2 separate regions of the Mus musculus genome follow, and region 1 is linked to region 2. The links are chromatin contacts, called in public Hi-C maps. All regions are on one chromosome and are shown on one strand. Each heading gives the region's core, a stretch centred on a gene start, on an enhancer-like site or on the middle of the called end of the contact. The rest is flanking DNA. Distances are from core to core; before and after follow the strand shown.

Region 1 (6,305 bases), core at 129-2,628, 33 kb before region 2:
GCTGAAGTTGGGAGTAGACAAACCAGCACTCCACAGCCCTGTTTCCTCCCTGGGGCTCTGCTTTCTCCCCCCCCCCCCCAGGAATAACGTGTCCCTACCTAGAGCTCTGGGAACCTCGCTTCTCTGTGATCCTTAGCCCAACACTAGCCCCAGTAGATCACCCCTGTAAAAGCCAACAGACCCCCCTCTGCAGGCCCCAAAACAGTCTCCTTAATGCCAGCATATGTTATAAGAGCGGTTGAGAGTGGGACCTAGCTCCCACTGGACGGCTATCAACCATCAAGTAGAGGACAGAGAATGGTCTGGACTCAGAAGGAGTGAGGCAGAGAAATGACTCACTATATGGAGCAAGTAACAACCTAATTCCCTCCACAGCTTCTCAGCCCCACTCCCAGCAGGCACATACTCTGGGAAGGTGTCCCCAGACGCCTCTGCCCGGCCCGGGAGCTGCCTCATCCTTTCTCCACCACACCTCGCCCCCAGAGCCAGACGTGGAAAGGAGTGAAAACGTGGGGCTATATTTGAAATGAATTGATGGTTCTATTTCTCCCGCTCTGATCTAGCCTGCTAATTCCCAAACACTCTGCCTGTACTGTTTCTTTCTAACCCCCCTTTGTTCTTCTGTGACTCTCTGGCTAGAAACAGCGCTCTGGAAAGCAGGGTTCAGTAAACCTCTCCACAACTCTTGGATGACCTTTGACAAGGAGGTAGCTCTAGAGCTTCAAAACAGAGGTTCTTTCAGAAAAGGATGGAATGAGGGACGTCTCTGGGTGACTAGTGCCTCCCCCATGAAGATTAATCAACGACAGCTCCCTCTGTGGTGACTCTTCCTGCAGCCTCCTGCACCTGCCCAGTATGTTTTTCCAGGAATGGCGTTCTGATTGCCCAGAGGGGAACCGCTCAAGCTGGTGTCACCCCCTAGCAAGTTTCCCGTTGTGTAGAGGGGTTGCACAAGTACACACATGCACACAACAGACTCACGCAGAGCACACATGAACTCAAATCGCAAGCCTGCACACATGCCTGCACAGTGCATCCCCGTAGGGTCTGCCTCTGCTGCCCCATCGCTCAGAGTGGGGTTCCCGACAGTCACCGAGGGCACTTACCCGGAATGGGAGGCGCAGGGCGACTGGGTGCCGGCGGGGCGGGGGTCGCTGGCGGCGGCGGCGGGCGCAGGACCGGCGCGGCTGGCATGGTTGGCGGCCTGGCTGCAGGTGGCAGCTCTTGGACGTGGCCCGACGGCGGCCAAGCGGGCGCAGGAAGGCGCCGGGACTACTCGCTGCACAGAGCGATCCAGGTCTCCTCTTCCTTTAGGTTGCTGCTGGCGGCAGCCACGGCGCAAGGACAGTCTCCTCAGCGCGAGCTTGACAACCGCGCTGCCGCCGCCGCCCCGCCCCGCCCCTCCCCGCCTCGCCCCGCCTCGCCCTAGGCCACCCGGGGGCGGTGGAGTTGGCAGTGAACTTGAGCAAGCAGGGCGCTCCAGGAGAGCTAGCTGGACAGCCAGTACCCCACAGGATCTCTTCTCTCTCTCTCTCTCTCTCTCTCTCTCTCTCTCTCTCTCTCTCTCTCTCATATCTCTCTCTCTCATATCTCTCTCTCTCATATATCTCCTTCCTACCTCCTTTCTCTCTCCTTCCTTCCCTCCTTCCTTCCCTATTCCCTCTGCCAAGGCTGTTCCAGCTAAGGGACTAGGGGACTGGTTTTGACTTGAGGCTCTACAGTGCTCTCAGTGGGTGACTCCCAAGTCAAGGAGGTCTGGAACCCCAGCAACCCTGCCTCTCCCTGCAGCACAGAGGCCAAACTGTAGGTACGCCACCAAAACGTTCTTTTTGCACCCAGAATCAAAGTTAGGACACAGTGGTTCCAACCCAGGAGGGGAAGAGAGTCAAATAGACGGAGCTTTAGGGATCAGATGCTGAGTCTCCTGCCTTGTGTGGCAGAAGTCAAGCAACACCTGATGGTGGATAACCATCGTTTCCCTGTAGTTTGGCTTAACACACTCGGCAGTAGGGGTCTTGAGCTCTCAGCTCAAGACAACACACCACAGTGCATTTATCCCACACGTTGCTGCATGCTGTGGGGAAAACTAACTGTTCACATATTCACAACCCCCCCACCTTATTAACAGAACACCAATTTTAGCTGAAGACATTGCAACCCTCAATAAAGACTGCATTTCCCAGCTGCCCTGGTGCCAAAACTAACCAATAAGAAAAGGTCTTGGCCAGTGAAATATAACTGGGAAGCTTTGTGTGAGACTCTCAAAATGGTTTTGAGGCTCATAGATGCTTTCCGTGGTCCCGTTCCACCTCCTGCCTCACCTGGCATTCAAATATGGTATCTATAGTATGTTAGATTACAGGAGTAATTTCTCGTTCCATCTTTTAATAGACTTAGACCACCTACCTGTATTAGATAGTCTCATTACTGTGACAAAACACATAAGCTAACCAGTAGCCAATTTTTTAAATTATTTTTTATTATTTTAAATTATGTGCACAAGTATGTGTTGGGAGGTGCACATTGGTGTAGGTGCCCACAGATTTTTGCAGAGGATGTCCAAGCCCCTGGAGCCTGAGTTATAACAACCAACTTGTGAGCCATCTCTTGTGGGTCTGAGAACCAAATTCAAGTCCTCTCCAACACAAGGGAGTACTCTTAAGCACTAAGCCATCTCCCTAGCTCCCTGAGTTCATGCTTTAAATGGAAGAAATATTTGTTTGGATCATAGTCTCAGAGGTTTCAATTCATGCTTGCTTGGCCCTGGTGGTGGTGCAGCATGTCATGACAAGAACACAAGAAGGAAGAGATTTATTTATTAGATCTTGACGGCCAAGAAGCAAAGACAAGAAAGTGCTGGGGCCCCGGTATCACTTCAAGGGTGTGATGCCAGTGACCTAACTTCCTCCCACTAATTGGCATACCCAAATGGCCTGCCACCACAGGCTAGAGAGTAGGCCTTCAACCCCTAGGCTTCTGGGGAAGATCCAAGATCCAAATCACAACCACACCCTTTGTCCCTTCAAACCACAGTATTTCTCTGCATCATGTCTGTCATTGTGGCCATCTTTCTTAAATGACCAATGGGGTGCTATTGGATGTGTATCCTCCTGGACTCACTCCCTAGGATCTGCTCCTCCTGGCCAAGGAGAACATGGAGAAACATGAATCAGGCCTCAGCATCAACCTACAGCTAACATTTGACCTGATTTTAGAGCTACTCCATAGGACTGGAGACCTAGAAGTGACAGAGATAAATGCCCATAGTTACAAACAATTACGTTCTGAGCTATTGTGTCCCTCAAGATTATTGCAGCAAAAGCTAGCTAATATGGTGTCCCACAATACTGGAGCCTTCTTGGATTAAATGGTTGCCTTAAAATTTTAAGACAAGCCCAAAATATTATAGACCAATAAAATAGAGGTTGGGGTCCCACATGACAGTGCAAAGCTACGCCAATAGTATATTTCCCTTTTTAAAAGAGAATGCTTCCTTGTATATCTAAGCTGCTACAGTCCTATTACCTAAGAAATGATATTTTTGCCAGTTCTTCAAAGTAAAATATTTTTCACACACACACAAAACAAACAAACAAACAAACAAACAAACATTGAATACAGATCTAGGCAGTCATTTAAATGCAAAATAGAGGTCTAAGAAGGAACTCCATGCTCACAGTAAGCCACTGAACTAAAGATAATTTGGCATAGCTCAAGGGAGTGCAACAGTGGCCATGGAGCCTGTCCAAGGCATAGGGCTACTTTGGTCTCCAGGAAGTAAGCTCACTCATAGCTCCAGTTAAGCAGAAGAGTCAAAGGCGTTTAAGGATGTCTAAGGAAATCTCTTAGGGGGCTGGAGTAGGGGTTGAGGGGGGCCACTCAGTGGTTAGAACACTGGCCACACAGGGCTGGGCGCTAGAGTTTGGATCTCCAGATCCTACTTCAGTACCAGGCTGGAATCACAACTCACCCTCCCAGTTTCAGAGGCAGAGATTGGGGGATCTTCAGGGGAAGCTAGATTACATAACCGGCCATATTGTCCAGCTAAGTTCTGGGTTCAAGAGACTCTGCCCCAATAAATAGTATGAGAGAGTGATCAAAAGGGTTCTCAATTCAACACTGGGTCTCTCTACTTGCAAGTCTTTCAAAAGCAGCAAGGCCTTACCCAGAAACACTCCTCACCGTGGCGTGTCTCAGGATCTGCCTTCTCCAGAGAAAGAAGACCCCCACCCAGCATATGTATTCTAATTATCTTTGTTGAGGAGGGGCTTGGAGATGTTTCCTGGAAGACTACCCTGACTGGGATGCCACTGTGTGTTTAAGGGTAACTTAGAAGAGAGATTTTGGTGGAGATCATGGAACCTCTAAGAAAAAAACTCTCTGTTCCCAGAATTACATGGAGGTGGGGAGAGACTCCCAATGGGAGCTTCAGAAAGTGAGAAAATGGGGACTCTCCCGTGACAGAGCTCACTTGTTTAATGAGCCTGCAGTGGGCACTTGGTCTCCTCATCAGATTGACAGAATATTCTTAGATGTCTCCTCCCCGAAACCACTACCATCATCCTCATCTCCCCAGCGAAACTTGAAATCTGTCTCTGTCTGTCTGTCTGTCTGTCTGTCTGTCTCTGTCTGTCATCTGCCTGCCCCCCCCCCCATTCATTATCATTTCTCTTTTTGAAACAAGATCTCATGTATCCCAGTCTGGCCTCAAACTTCCCACGTAACAGCAGATGGCTTTGGCCCTCTTATCCTCTTGCCTCCACCTCCCAAGTGTCTGGAACACAGGCATGTACTACATGGAACAGAGGACTAGAGATATAGCTCAATGAATGTGGCAGTGAGCCTAAAACCCAGGGCTGCCTGCATGCAAGCTAAATAAATACTCTACCCCAGCTACATCTGCAGCTAGTCACCAGCCCAAGAGACTACTTCTCCTGTACATACCCACTGCCTTCTGTCCTCTTTAGACTAGCTTGGATCTACTGCCCCGAACTGTCTCTATGGGATGTCTCAGAAAACCATTTCTATCCGTTTTTTCCTTCACCCTGCTGATATGACCAGTCTCCTCTTGTTCATTAAATTTTCTTCTGGTCTGACGTCCTGGAACCTGTCCGTTTTAATCCTATCCTTCTTAACAACGCATAGATTTCTATAAGCCTGGGGCCAGACTGAGTTTATAGGAGACGCTGACCAAAAATAAAGTACAAACAAAAACAAAAACAAAAACCAGGGACTAGGGAGATGGTTCAGCCTTTTCTACTCTTGCAAAGGAGCCAGATTATGTTCCCAGTACCCCATGACAGCTTACAACTGTCCTTAACACCCTATTTTGTCTCCTTGGGCACCATGCACATGCATACACATAAAGTAAAAGTAGAAAAAATGTTTGAACAACAACAAATAAATAAGCAAACATGCTTGCTATTCTCTGGTGCCCCTTAAATCTTACGACTATTGGGGGATTTCTTACTGTCTTTGGCATACTCTTCTTGGATGATCTTATCTAAGCCCTTGATTTTCATTCCCATCTTGAATGACATCCCACAGGAGCCTTCTACAGTATATCCAGAAAGCTGTCCCCACCCCTGCCTGTCTTTTATCCTTGATCATATTTAACTCATCCAGGCCATAAACCTATGAATTAATGTCAAGTCCAACGCCATCACCAAGCGCTCTGCTGTCCCTTCCTCTGCCCCACTCACTCAGTTGGCCCTGCTCAAGCTTTCTGAACGTTCTCAGTCAGATCCTTGACATCTCTGCATCTCTCCACTTCAGCCTTCCCCCAGGTCATTGGCTTTAGCAGAGCTAAGGAAATCTCCTTACTGACCTACACTGTTGCACAATCTCCCACTTAAGAGCCTCTAGTGACTCATAAGAGTCCAAATTTAAAGCCATTTTAGGATGGCTTGCAAGACTCTTCGACCTCTGACCTCTGGACACGACACTGACTGTGGGTACTCAAGGCCCCAGGGAGAGCACACCCCCTGCTTTTCCCTGACTTCCATCTCTTTTCCTATCCTGCCCACCTGTTTCTGAGAAACCTTTGCTTAAGCGTCACCTCTGCCAGGCCAGGGTTCAGGCTCACGCCATCGGCCATAAATTGTTCTGGCCCGCACTGCCAATAGAGGGATGTAAAAGAGGGTGGGAAGAAGAGTGACAATATCAGGGCCACTTGGATCTGTCCCTGGGGATGACAGCTGACTGGGCCACTGGTAATCCCACCAGCTATTGCTTCCTACCTATCTTGTAGTTAGCAAGGTAGTCTGTCTGGTTTGAAGACTCATCAAAATTGATCAAATTGACCA
Region 2 (6,979 bases), core at 2,049-4,548:
GTGACACCAACCTTGAGTCCCTGTGCAGAGAGGCCAGTCTAGCTCTGCTGGCTGCTCATATGAACACGTTAGAGCAAAAGAGAGCCAGTGTGTTAGGGAACATTTGGAAAGATCTTAGAGAAAACAGGGTAGCCAAGACCAGAGCAGTTTTTCTCCTAGTAACTCACTTTGAGGCCAAAAGTCTGCTAAAAATGTGACTTATACCTTGGCCTTTTTGTGGCTCTACAAACAGCCCAGACACCAACAAGGGTTGGCTCACCACCCTCACAACTTTTATATCCTACAAATCAGAAGTAAAACAGTCCTTGAAGTCATCTGAGTGGTCCAGAAAATTCTAGTCGTTGACAGTGCCGTGATGAGTAGCAATGAGGTTCCTCAAAGAATTAAAAAACTACAGTGTGATCTAGCAATCCTGCTTCTGGGTCATAGGAAATGACATCAGTGTGTCACAAGCATTGGCACACTCATGTCCACTGCCACACTCACCATAACACACACACACACAATATATATATAAAAACATCTGTCTACCAGTTGCTGGATATATAAGAAAACTGTGGCGAATGGCATGCATAATGGTATATCATGGAGTCCTAAAAACCATCTTGTGATATTAATTCCCTGAAGCATTTATAGAGATGGCAGCAGATCTTGAAAGGGACGTGATGTGCTTCTTGGTTTGAGCCTGACACAGCTTAGCGCCTCCCACACACAGACGAGGACCCGGAGCCTGGATTTCCCAGGAAACCAGTTTGCTTGAGCTGCCTCTATTTGAAGTTCAGGTTGACACATGGCTGAAGATTTCCCAGACTCGGGTGGGGAACGACCTGGAGCCCAGCTCTTTCCTCTTGATTGGCCTCTTCTCGTTATCTCAGTAGAGTACCCTCCATATGCATCCGTGTCACCTCGGCCCAGGGTGTCCTGGTCTCCCAGGAACCATGCCGTTTGGCTGGGCAGGGCAAGGGAGCAGAGAGAAATAAGGAATAAATGAAACAGCAATCCTCAGACATTATGACAATCTCCGATGCTCTCACTCAAGTGCACACTCTTGGCTCTGATCCCGTGTGAAACTGTGAACGAAAATGTGTCTCATCTAGAGGAGAAAATGTGTCTCAAATCTCAAATAGTGACTGTTCAACCCCCAGCCTTCTGTCAAACGTGCAGACATGATGAACATCAGATGCTTGGCTCCTGGCCCTTCCTCGTTTCCACCCTGCCACTGCCCCTTAGGGCCAGCTGTAACTTCCCTTTGGAAGTCTTTGGAGCAGGTCCAAGGACCCTGAGGCTTTCATTGAACAAATGTCCTCAGGATCTCTTACTCCTTCTGAAACTATACATCAACAAATATTCGTTATGAGCCAGCTTAGAGCTTAATGTAGGGTCAGACAGTCGGGAGCTGACCATGAGGACTCCAGCAGTAAGGGGGGGGGGGGAGTTCTCTCTACTTTGTACCTTCGTTGTCTGGCATGTGACCACCAGACGCATGTCTCCAGAACACTTAAGTTCTGCATAATGCAAAAGGGAATCAAAGTTGTCCATTTGATTTAATTTCCACTTATGTGGCTGCAAATTCAGAGCTACTGCTATTTTAGATAGTTCAGGGCAGGAAGAAGCAAGCCAGACTCCAGTTCCCTATCCTATCTTCTGCCCCAAAATCCTACAACAGAGGCCTGGAGGCTCTGAGGCTGAGGCGGCAAAGCATCATCCCCAGGGCAGAAAGAGGTGAATTTACCCCTGGGGATTGGGAAATACCTCTTGGAGTCGGGTGCCCAGCGAGGGAGCATTAAAGGGCAGGCAGGATGGATGCTGTGGGTGGATGGGGACTTCAACAGGGCCAGGGATGGTGAAAGTGGGGGGGGGGGTGTTGGCGGTCAGATACTGCTCTGTAGCCACAGAAGCCTTGGGAGTTCCCTCAACTCAGAACCTCAAATCAGGGAAAACTAGATGTTTGGCCATAGCATAGAAAAAGTATTTCAGGCAAGGCATTCAAAACAGGGTGGGAGTTTACTAAAAGTACAAAGACACTTAGGGAAAAAATATTGCAAACACGTGTGTGTGTGTGTGTGTGTGTGTGTGTGTGTGTGTGTGTGTGTGTGTACTTATCAAAGAAGAATTGCATCTCGGTGTCCTTAGGCTAAGCCATTTGAGCCATCTTGGTGGTTCTCAAGTCATGCCTCAGACTCTCATATGGTGTTAAGAGTCCCACACATACACACACCTCTCTCATAAGTGATGGTATAAGCAAATCTTGGATAGAATTATAACCTGAGATAAAACTAAGTTTGCAGGAAGGACTGGGGACATGTCTATGTAGTGCAACAAGAGATGAAACTCCAGAAAATCTTAAGTTTAGAGTTAGCGATGAAGAAAGGGTTTCAGCAGGCATTCTTAAAGCTGTGTTGAGATTCTTTCTCTTTAAAACTGACATTTTTATCTTTAAATATATTTATTTTGTTTTAGTTTAGGAGTGGTTTTGCCCACAGGCATGCTTACATAGCACTTGTGCATTGCCCACAGAAGCCAGAAGAGGACATCAGAACCTCTAGGACTAAAGTTATGGGGAGCTATGAGCCACGTGTGGGTGCTAAGAACTGAACCCCAGTATTCCCACAAGTGCTCTCAACCACTGAGACGTCTCTCCAGCCTCTGTGTTGGACTTCTCGAGTCTTAGCAGATGATGAGACTTTAACGTGTCCAGGGGGACTTCTTCCAAGTTTCGCCCTCAGGTAACTTTCCACTTCCAAGACACACTGACACTCCTCCAAGACCGAGTCAGGCTGCTTGGTCAGAGTTGAGGCAAACTTAAGGATTGGGTGGAGATGCAGAACAGGACTGTCATTATCAACAGCAGTACAACATCGGACTGAAATCTCTAGGAGAGTTGAGAGTTCTCTGCCTGTTGTTTCCTTCACACACACACACACACACACACACACACACACACACCAGGCATGTGGTGGTGGTCTCTCCTTAAAGGGTTCAGGGGAGCACGTTGTACCTGTTCCTTCGTCTGATGTGCCTGCTGACTTCTTGGAATTGATTTTTCTGGTATAATTTTAATATGCCCATGTGCGGATAACCAATCAATCTACCTTAACAAATGTACAGAGTGGCACCCATTTACTTTCAGAAGTAGGCGATCTATCACCCTGTGCCTTGTGGTGGTAGAAAAGCCAGGCGGTAATCTCTACAAACGGCGCATGAGTGTTTTGCAATGAGTGTTTTGCAAACGGAGCTCCTTAATGCGAGGCTGGTGGAGAGCCCTGTCTACTTGGCCAGGACCTGTGGGAACAATATTGCAGAGCCCACACCGATCCTAGGGGGCACACATGCTCCAGGCTCTCTTGGCTTTTGCTGTGTTTTCTCTTGTGGTAATTTTTAGTTTCACTTTGTTAGTCATGGTTATGGCTGAATTTATGATGAACCAGGAGTTTTTTTTGGGGGGGGGTTGTTTTTGTTTTTGTTTTTTTTCCCTCAAAAAACAGAAATTGGTTCTCCCTGACAGCCCTGACTGCTTCTACGGTCATCTTGAGTAAGCGAGAGGAACTCGCTGAGATTAATGATTCTTGCTTACTTAACTGTTCTAAACAAGAGATGATTGTTGAGAACTTAGGAGATAGCTCCTTAAAAGATGACATTAGAACTGATAGGACATATAAGGAAGAAATAAAGGATGTAAAAAGTCAGACATCACTCCAGTGTCAAAAACATCAACACAGGAATCTAAATCTCCTATCCCTTGGAGGTAAAAGAGCAAGCAGAGACTGCCAGAAAGAATAGAAGCTTGTTCCCAACAGTTAAGAGTTAGGTATTAAATCATTACCCTTTTGAGAATGTATAAAGAATAGGACCACAACTACTGCTCTCACTAAAATGATATGTGGGCCATAGAAATTAGACTTGCACCTGGAAAATATTGTTCTATGTAGGGTATCATACTTTCTGATGACCACAAATATATGAAAGCATCGTATTGATGAAGACTGACCACAGAGGTTGGTCTTCCATTTCTGTAACCACATGTCTGTCGCCAGCCTAAGTACAGTACGAAGAAGGTGTGCCTGGCTAGATAGAATCACTTGGCTTACAATAGAAAGTTCATGCTCAGATATGAAGTCAAGGTACACTGATGCTTAGATATGCGGTAAAGGCCAATTAATGACGACACAGGAGTGGGAAAAGAGGAAGAGAAACAAAATGGCTAAACATTAATGACTCCTAGGAAATGATTCAAGAGGAAAGAATTGAAACTGCTGGTGCTCGAATGCTTGAGAGCTTATGTGAATAACGATGGCTTGAGCTATTCAAGCCATTTATTAAAAAGACAACAGCGGTCAGATTCCTCAATCTTCACGGACTCCACCCATCCTGCTGGAGCTGGACATTGACACTGTGCGTGTGTCACATAGAGCTGTTTTTATGGCCACTGAGGTGCAGAGTCACCCTACCTCTTTATATAGATTCAAAATGGAGTCAAATACTGCTTGTAAGAGGGAGTCTCTCAAGGCAAGGCACAGCCTGAGAGCAAAGTTTGATACAATATGGAGTAACTTAGGGCAGTCTGTAGCTGGGCGGCAACAAGGGAGAAGTTGCTTTACCCCAACACTTGCTAAATGAGGCCCTGGTTACTGATACTAGGGCAACTGCCGGAGCAGGAAGGCCCCTATCCTTCCCCTTAAGCCAAGGACAGACATCCCACCCAACAATGAGCAGAATGTCCCTCTGCCTGCATGACCCTCCAACACACACCCACTCCTGTCAGCACAAAGATGACGAACGAATTTTTCCATCCCTTCATGTTGCATGCTCCCACTTCTCTTTTTAAAATATCCCCAGTAGCGAGGGTAGACGAAACAGAGTTCGTTCCTTGGCCAAGGGCTGCGTCTCAGAAACATTCCCAGACTCTGGTTTGTTTGGACTTAGCTACAGTGGCTTTAGTTCCATCTGGACACCCTCAGGCAGCCTGCATACATATTTTTTAAACTTTGAAAGTAGTGCAAAGAAGGAAAGGAATGGGCAAGAAATTCACTCATATGCACCCTTTCCTCCTGTGTGCCCCAGTTCCCTGCATACATGTACAGAAACACAGAGACAGACAGACAGACAGACAGACAGACTACAAGTATTGTACCTACTCTATAGCTTTGCCTAGGAGCTATGTTCTGCCTCCTCCAGTGCATGTGTCCTGTCAGTTTAAATAGGATCTACTTATATTCTAAAAGGACTTAACTTTGCTTTAAAATGTTTACGTGTTGGGTTGGGGGTGGCTGGAGAGATGCCTCAGTGGTTTAAGACCACCGCCTGCTCTTCCAGAAGCCCTGGATTCAGTTCCCAGATGCCATGTGGTGGCTTACAACCATCTGTAACTCCAGTAACCTCAAAGAGTCTGATACCTTCTTCTGGCCTCTGTGGACACCAGGGACTCACGGAGTGCATGAACTGACATGCAACAACACATGCACGCACCAAAAATAAGTAATCCTTTTTGAAAATGTCAACCTGGAAATGTCTATTTGGGGACAAAGTCTTAGTCAATGTGACGTCTAATTCACTGTGTAGCTGAGGATAACCTTGAACGTATCCTCCTGCCTCTATCTCCCAAGCGCTGGGGTTACAAGCATGCACTACTACATCTGGTCTTATGCAGCACTGGAGGTCAAACCCAGGGCTTCATATATGCCAGTCCAGCGCTCTGCCAACTGAGCTACATTCCCAGCCCCTTGGAAAGCTCTTGATGGAAGTAATACTAGAATTCTGGGAAAGCACAGCTGTTGCAAGCGCAGGTCGCCTTGGAGCACTGGCTAACCTGAGTTCTTCAGAGCAGAGTGCCGATGAGCCTGAACAACAGATCAAGGGCATCACGTTGGGCTGAAAGGACCCTGATATTTGGCCTTAAGACCACAAAGTCTCAGAATGACAGACCGTATCCTGCCTTCTATACTGGCATCTTCTGACATCATTTAGCCCCAGGAAGTCTGTTTTGCCCAGCTCTGACTCATATAGTTCCATGTCCCCTAGTGAAGTCACCTGATTTCGCAAGTGAGTGATGCTTTCCATTCCTTGGAGGTGCCCAATGCTGTTATATTAGACTATATTAGATGACAGAATCCATCACTGGGCTTACCTCAGAGCTCTCCTACAGAAAAAAAGAAATGGACTCTGTAAAGGGCTCATCCTGCACCTGAACAGGTAACCAGAGCTCCAGGGTAGAGTCCATGAGAAAACAGGTCCTTCCACTCCCATTAGCACCTGCAAGAACAGCATAAAAAAAGCCAGAGGAGCCTGAGAAATGGCTGTGGTTAAGAGCATGGTACTTCCAGAACACTCATGTTTGGTTCCTATTTCCCAGGTCAGGTGTCTCATAATTGCCTGTAACTCTGGGTCCCAGGAATCCTACATCCTATGCTAGCCTTATCAAACACCTATGTGCATGTGTGCATACTAACACACATACAGACACACACACACACACAGAGAGAGAGAGAGAGAAAGAGAGAACTGGAAATATGCTGACGTTGCTCCAAGGAGACTGAAGACAGGAAGACACTGGTCTGGCAGTGGCATGGAAAACGGAGGAAAGGTTGGCTTAACTTCACGAACATCTCCACCCTGCATCCACGTGATCCAGAGTTACATGGAGTGGCTGGAGACGGAATGCTGAGCATCGGGTTTGAAGGGTTCTCTGGGCCCCACCTGCACCTGTACAGTGGGTGCAGCAGCGGCTTCCCTCCTGAGCTTGTGATAGTCACTGGGAAGAGACTGTGCAAGCCAGCATGAACGACTCTGCCCATAAGTGGCAGTTGTTGTTTCTGAGGCAAACCTAGGAAAAGGAGGAAGAGGAACAGGAAGGGGGCATTGTGAGGAGGAGTTGTGAGACCCCACGGCAAGGAAGCTTTCAAGCAGGAAGGTAGAAAAGAGAAAGCCAAGATTACCTGGTCATAAGACGATCTGGGGGTGAACAGAATTTGTCCAGAAAACA

The links. Hi-C and Micro-C count contacts between places; a contact is called where the count stands out from the background.
Region 1: a contact with region 2 is called in a Hi-C map of muscle stem cells, with 1.7 times the contacts expected there. The contact joins the promoter of Dclk3 here to the enhancer-like site in region 2. A contact is called at or near these places in 1 of 39 promoter capture datasets (maxillary cranial neural crest), 3 of 484 Hi-C or Micro-C datasets (the HL-1 cell line, cerebral cortex and muscle stem cells) and 1 of 115 datasets of contacts at active chromatin or transcription factors (embryonic stem cells).

Annotation. Positions count from the first base shown.
Region 1 is chr9:111,434,154-111,440,458 of GRCm38.p6, reverse strand. It overlaps Dclk3 (doublecortin-like kinase 3), which reads right to left and starts at 1,378. Exons shown (of 5, transcript NM_172928.5): 1 at 1,107-1,378. The coding sequence starts at 1,194.
Region 2 is chr9:111,402,375-111,409,353 of GRCm38.p6, reverse strand. It overlaps Gm51693 (a long non-coding RNA gene), which reads right to left. Exons shown (of 2, transcript XR_003948254.1): 1 at 6,933-6,979; 2 at 2,912-6,820. Among named protein-coding and RNA genes, the nearest start is that of Gm51693, 4.2 kb to the right of the region's middle. Within about 2 kb of position 3,298, at least 5 of the 459 cell types and tissues checked have an H3K27ac peak or open chromatin away from gene starts, as enhancers often do. A contact at or near this core is called in muscle stem cells, where this site is marked.